Regions from separate parts of the Pan troglodytes genome. Here region 2 is linked to region 1. A link is a contact called in public Hi-C data. All regions are on one chromosome and are shown on one strand. The core of a region is the stretch at or near the end of the contact, and the rest is flanking DNA. Distances in the headings are between cores, read along the strand shown. Region 1 overlaps LOC104006326 (a long non-coding RNA gene). Region 2 holds the start of IRX1 (iroquois homeobox 1).

Region 1 (2,831 bases), core at 314-2,813:
GTGTGTGTTTTGTTGTTTTTTAGTTTTCTCAATCTCATATTATTTACATGCCAGGTTTCCCATGTTCTTAGAGATAAACGCAACATCACAACAAATAGAGAAAACTTCTTTCATGCACAAATGGCGTCAGTTCTCAAAAAAGCACGATAATTCTATTTAGATCATGGGGGTAGTGATTATATTAACCTGACTATTTCAGTGAGGTGTAGCTTATGTCTTCTGATGATATCTCACACAGTTATTTGTTCTAGACCAAATAAAAAGAAAACTTTACTTTTCTTCCTTTGCTTATTAGAGTTTGCTTTTGAAACAACTATGATATCATTTATTACTAGATGCCATACATAAATCATAATATTGGCAAGTGATTTTAAAATCAATACATTTAAATTAAATTGCATTTCATGGGTTTTAGAAGATAAAATATTTGTTACTGAAGCCGTAATTATTTAAAAAGTCAATCCCCACTCCAAACCCATGAGCTCTTATAAAGATGTAACAATATTCCTTGGCTTTGCTTCTTCATGGTGTATCACCCTTACTATGGAGTCAAGCCCAGTACCATTTAATGTTCTTTGTCTCACAGTTGACAATACATCGTCATCAAAACCATACTCATAAAAAAAGTGATGGTTAAACATCTTTCTGTACATGTGTTTCATAATGTCACGTATCCATTACTAAGAAGGCGTATTTTCTATGACCAAAGAGAATAACCTGATTTGAACTAGAAGAACGGAATAGAATTGTTAAACAATCCTTTGCATTTTAAGCAACATTTAATTAGAAACACACTTTAACCACCAAAATGATAAAAATCCAAGAGATTAAAATTTGAGTGTCAATTATCATAAAATTCATCATGGTAATTCTTATTAAAACTCAGTGTTTAGATAGGTAATGATTTTATAATATGCCAATTTGCATAAGGAGCCCTGAGATGGCTTATTATTTCGATCCTACACAATTACAATTCCAGCTCCATACATCAGAGCTCTTAGCAATGTAAAATCACGGTGCTAATTAATAAGCCATTTACTGACTGCAGCTAGTTAGGGCGGTCCTGCAGCTGACCTCGCGGAAGAGGAGCCATCTCTGAAGTGCCTGTGTGCAACTACAAACATAATGATGTGCCAGGAGGGAATCATTAAAAATAATTTACACAAGCCTTCATTTACAAGATCTTTTGATAGCACGCTTCCCCGGTGTTTAGATCCACAGCGCAACCCCTACCATTTGGAAAGTGCCAGGCAGGGGAGTGAAGGCGGATACCTAAGTGGTTAATTAAGAGCCATTCGGACGCCACAAGAGCCTCCTGAAAAATCCCTCTGATGTCTGCTGTGTCAAATGTCTCTCACAGGCAAAGCCACAAGAGGCAGCAGCCGTGACAGGCTAATTACTGGGGACGAGGAGCAGCTGAGAATGGTCGTCACGGAGCTCGTGCCGGGAGCACCCAAGCTCAAGATTGAGCAAAGCAATCTTTTGTGCTGCTGGACTGGAGAGTGCGCCGCTCTGGGAAAGGGGACTCATCGCAAGTGACGGGAGCGGGGGCAGAACGCCTCTCCGGAAAGACAATGGCCAAGGCCTGGGAGGGCCGCTCCTGCCAGCCCCTCACATTCCGCAGTAGCCTCTCCAGGAAGTCAGTCCCAGGAAATCACGCCGCAGGACCGCGAGTTCTTTAGATTGATTTCTACGGAAATCAAGCAGCCACGATAACGGATGTGTAACAAAGCCATTGAGATCACCGGGGGCATCGCCTTGCTTCTATATATGTGTGTGCACGTACCCCACACAAAGGGACACACGCCCTGTAGACACACTCACACTCAGGCACACAGCACAGCAAAACAAAAAGTTCCAAACGCCATTCACTCAGGCAAAGTAAGTGCTAATTCATGTATAGAATAATTGCATAGGAATGCTGTGATGTAATGTTTTACAAGAGACAGGAACCTGTTAGCAAAATTAGCAAAGGGGTTGTCAGAAAACAATGTATGAGCCTGGGTGTCACGGAAGAAGGGAAAACAGTCGGGGAAGCTTCGAGAAAGGATTCTCACCAGAAAAAGATGCAAATATACACAGAAATGGACTCTTAGAGAGCCCAAGGATGCTAGCCGGGCATCCGTCTGTTAGGATGAAGACGCCTTCACTCAGTACTAGGCGACAGGATCGCAGAGGGTGTGTCTGCCAGGACAAGTTATGCTAATGCGCAAACCACAACACCTCTTCATGCTTAGATTTCATCTATTTGTCTACGTAGTGGCCAGACAGGGTAAAACCACTCACCCTTAAAATTTTTGTTTAGAAATTAATAAAATGCTTCCATCTGATTCAGGGTGAATGTGTGGATCCAAAGTGGATTTGAACACAAGGCTAATAAATACATACACTGTTCAATGGTCACCACCGGCCTCAGTCTTGATTAGCTTTGGGGATATTTACTATGTATTCAGAGACAACGTATTTGTTAGAACCTAGGAAGCCTACGTCTCTTAAACCTTTTATGGTAAGAAAATCAAAAGCATGCTTTCTGGTCTTTAAATAAATGGGTGTGAATTTCCCATGCCAAACTCTAAAACCATTCTGTCTTGAAAACGATGATAGGTTTATGTATGTCATTAACTGTTGTGAAGTTTGTGCAATGATGAGCTCAGGCATTTAACTACAGAACTTTTATTGTAATCCCAGTCTTTTAACACTGGCTTTTGCCATGGAGAAGAGATTCAAATTTAAAGCATCCTTTGAAGTCCAGGCAGTCATCTCCAAGACAAAAGCAAATAAGACAAAAATCAGCCCATAGCATGGGTGTAATTAATGCCCAAATCCGCTTC
Region 2 (3,072 bases), core at 474-2,973, 400 kb before region 1:
TTTTTCGATAGTAAGAGACCTGAAAGGCAGCCGGGCCGCTTTCTTTCAAAACTACAAGAAAAGTTACAGGGAAACCCGCTCTTTGCTTGTGCACACTTGAGGGGCGTTAACTCCCCGCTTCTCCTTCGGGGAGCGGGGAGATATCGCGGGTGCTTGGAAATTGCTTTATCCCGCGGGCAGCGACCCAGGAGGGGGCTGCCTCCCAGGGCCCCGCGCCCGCCGCACAATTCACCAGCCGTCCGAAGTTTAAGCACCGACCTTGCAGTCAGACCAAGGAAAATGGATGATTTGGACCGGCAGACAGGCCAATGCCCCCGCGGAGAATTCAGTGTGCAGCCGCCTGCCCCCACATCTAACGCCCACTGGGACGGAAGACTAAGAGGACACCATTTGTTTTAAACCAAGGGACACTGTTTTCTTTAATCCTCCATTATGTAACGAAGGAAGAAAAGTGCTTTTCTTTCCGTGCAAATGAAATGAAAACTTTGGCAACTTACAAAAGTAAAATCAAACACCGTTTCAGACACCAACACATTACTGCAACTTAATTTTTGTTTAATCTCAAATTCGCACTCACGCCGTGGAGAGACCTCTCCATCCCTTTGGACCTCTATTGTTAAGATTATTTTGATTGACTCTACTAGGCTTAAAAGGGGTCTGTCTGGCAAACTCGGATACAACTATCTCGGAGCTGCTAAAGAGGGAGAAAACCAAGTTTTCCAGACTCGGTTCGAAAACTAAAGAGGCCGCGCGAGTGGAACCCGCGGCCAGGAAGGGAAGTCCTGCTACGCTACGCCGGGCCGACCTGCAGGAACCCCGTGGGCCTGCCCGGGCGCCCTGGCCGAGCCAGGCGAGTTTGCCCCCGACCTCCAGCGCAGGCACCGCTCCCCGGGCCTGCTTCTGCGGCCTCTCTGAATTCTCTCGCTACCCGCTCCCTGGCCCGGGCCTTCCGCTTTCCCAGGCCGAGATGGCCCAGCCGTCACCCGCCCGGCCTTCCAGCCCTCTTGCGTCCCCGGGGGCCGCGGCCTGGGCCACCGGGAACCTGCCCCCGGACCTTTCTAGTTCCTCTTCCGGACCAGGTCCACCCGTAGTCTCTCCCTCCCGGGCGACCGGCCACCCTTGCCCTGGCGCGGGTGAGACAGAGGAGAAGCGGGGGAGGCCGGGCGCACTCACCATCTGCGAGAAGAGGCTGAGATCCGCGGCGTAGGGCAGGAAGGCGCTGTAGTTGGGCGCGCCCGCGTACGGCCCCGCCGCCGCGTACATGCCCAGCACCGAGGTGACTGCAGCCGCGCCTGCCCCGCCGCCCAGCTCCGCGGCCCCCGGTCGGCCCGACGAGGCGGCGGCAGCCGCCGCAGCGGCCGCGGCCAGCACCCCCGGGCGCTCGCCGCCGTAGGCGCCCGGCCCCGCGGCGCTCAGGTACTGCGGGTATCCCAGCTGCGGGAAGGACATGTCCGCGGACTCGGCGACCGCCGCAGCGGGCGAGTATTAAAGGCTCGGGGAGGGAGGCGGAGGCCGGCCGGAGGGGGTTGCAGGGGGCGCCGCGAGGGGTCTAGGGAGGAGCGGGCGGCCGGCCGGGCGCGCTCGGGCGGGCCGGGAGATGGAGGCCGGTCGCGGCTCCTCTGCCCGGTGCTCGCAGGCGCCCGGCTCCCGGCTGCGCCCGGATCCGCAATCGCGCGCCGACTGCGGCGGCCGCCCTCCGCTCGGCGGCGGGGCTTTCAGACACAATTTGAAGTTGATGCTTTGATTGGCATCCCCTTGAGCGCAGGCCCCGCCCCTGGCTCCCCTCCCGCCCCGTCCCTGCCTCCCGCCCGCCCTCGCCGGCCGCTCCCGCCCCTCCCGCGAGCACGTGGTGCCCCGTGCCGGCCCGGCCAGCTACTCTCGCGGTGGGCGCGCGCGTCGGGGCGGCGGGGTGTGGGCCCGGAGGCCGTGGGCTCCTTCCCGACCAGCCCCCGCAGCTGTCTGACAACCTGTCGACACGGGTTTACAGCTGTCTGACACCGGGTTTGCAGTTTCGCGGCCGAGGTGTGTCCCCTTTTTAACAAAAACAACTTGGCGCCTGCTTTTCTACTGTTTGGGCAGCGGGGAAGGGGCCGGCGGCCTGGACGCTGGTGACAGCGAGGGGGGAGCGGCTTCTCCCCCGAGTCCCGCGCGGCCGGGGCCTCCAGGGGACATCTTTGGCAGAAGTGCACCCGGACGCTCTCCGCGAGCCACTGAACCCGCGTGGCGTGACACCCCCGACTCCAGATGCGGGTTCCCGTGGGCCCCTACTGGGTAGTAACCGATCGTCTGCCAATGACCGGCCTCGCCGCCCTTGGGGAAGCGGGGAGCGGCCGAGCTCTGCGGGCTCTTTCAATTGTGCAAACTTTGAGCGAGGGCAAATCCCGCGGAGAAGTCGCCAGCTCGGGGGAAGCAGGCGCAGTCGGCGCCGCGGGTTCTCGGAGGGAGGGGTGGGGGAGACGCGGGGGGAGGGGCTTTCTCTTCACCCAGAAAGCCCCCTGGCAGCCGGAGGGAAACATCCCCCGCGCCCCCGCGAAGGGGGAAGACGGTGTGGCCTGGACGCCCGGTTTGTCCACCAGGTGTGCAGAGGCAGACAGGAAACTTGTGTGGAACGCGCGAACCCGAGTCGGCGCAGCCGCCAGACCGGCAACGGAGCGGCCTCTTGGGTCCAAGTCCCGCGTCCCTCTTCTCCCTGCGTCTCCCCTCTCCATCCTCAGCCTCGTCCGGCTACAGGACGCGGCCAGGCGCGGCGCACTTGAGATGGTCTCCGTGTCGCCGCGGCCCTGGCCGTGCGGCTCCCGGGAGAAGATGCCAAGTGCACGGGCCTCCTCGCCTCCCTGAGCCTGGGAAGGAGCTGGCAGGCCACTTCCGCGCCTCGTGGCTGGAGAGCTCCGGACGGTGCCGTGGGGAACCGGGTACCAGTCCCGGCTCCCGGGGCCACTATGCGAACCACCTCCTACGCAGAGCCGGGGCCGGGAGTTCACCCCGCTGCCGCTCTCCAGCACACCGGACTCCGCGGGAATTTCAGCAGCGCACTCTGGCGTCTTCCCGGCTTTAGGCCGGGTTGGGGCTACG

What was found. A called contact is a pair of places that touch in the nucleus more often than the background predicts.
Region 2: a Hi-C map of stem cell-derived neural progenitor cells shows a contact between it and region 1, with 5 times the contacts expected there. The contact joins the promoter of IRX1 here to the enhancer-like site in region 1. A contact is called at or near these places in 2 of 7 Hi-C or Micro-C datasets (induced pluripotent stem cells and stem cell-derived neural progenitor cells), 1 of 1 datasets of contacts at active chromatin or transcription factors (stem cell-derived excitatory neurons) and 1 of 1 other capture datasets (stem cell-derived neural stem cells).

Annotation. Positions count from the first base shown.
Region 1 is chr4:3,855,498-3,858,328 of NHGRI_mPanTro3-v2.0_pri, reverse strand. All of the region lies in intron 5 of LOC104006326 (a long non-coding RNA gene), which reads left to right. Among named protein-coding and RNA genes, the nearest start is that of IRX1, 400 kb to the left of the region's middle. Within about 2 kb of position 1,563, at least 5 of the 24 cell types and tissues checked have an H3K27ac peak or open chromatin away from gene starts, as enhancers often do. A contact at or near this core is called in induced pluripotent stem cells, stem cell-derived excitatory neurons, stem cell-derived neural progenitor cells and 1 more, where this site is marked.
Region 2 is chr4:4,257,584-4,260,655 of NHGRI_mPanTro3-v2.0_pri, reverse strand. It overlaps IRX1 (iroquois homeobox 1), which reads right to left and starts at 1,723. Exons shown (of 4, transcript XM_016952920.4): 1 at 1,174-1,723. The coding sequence starts at 1,449.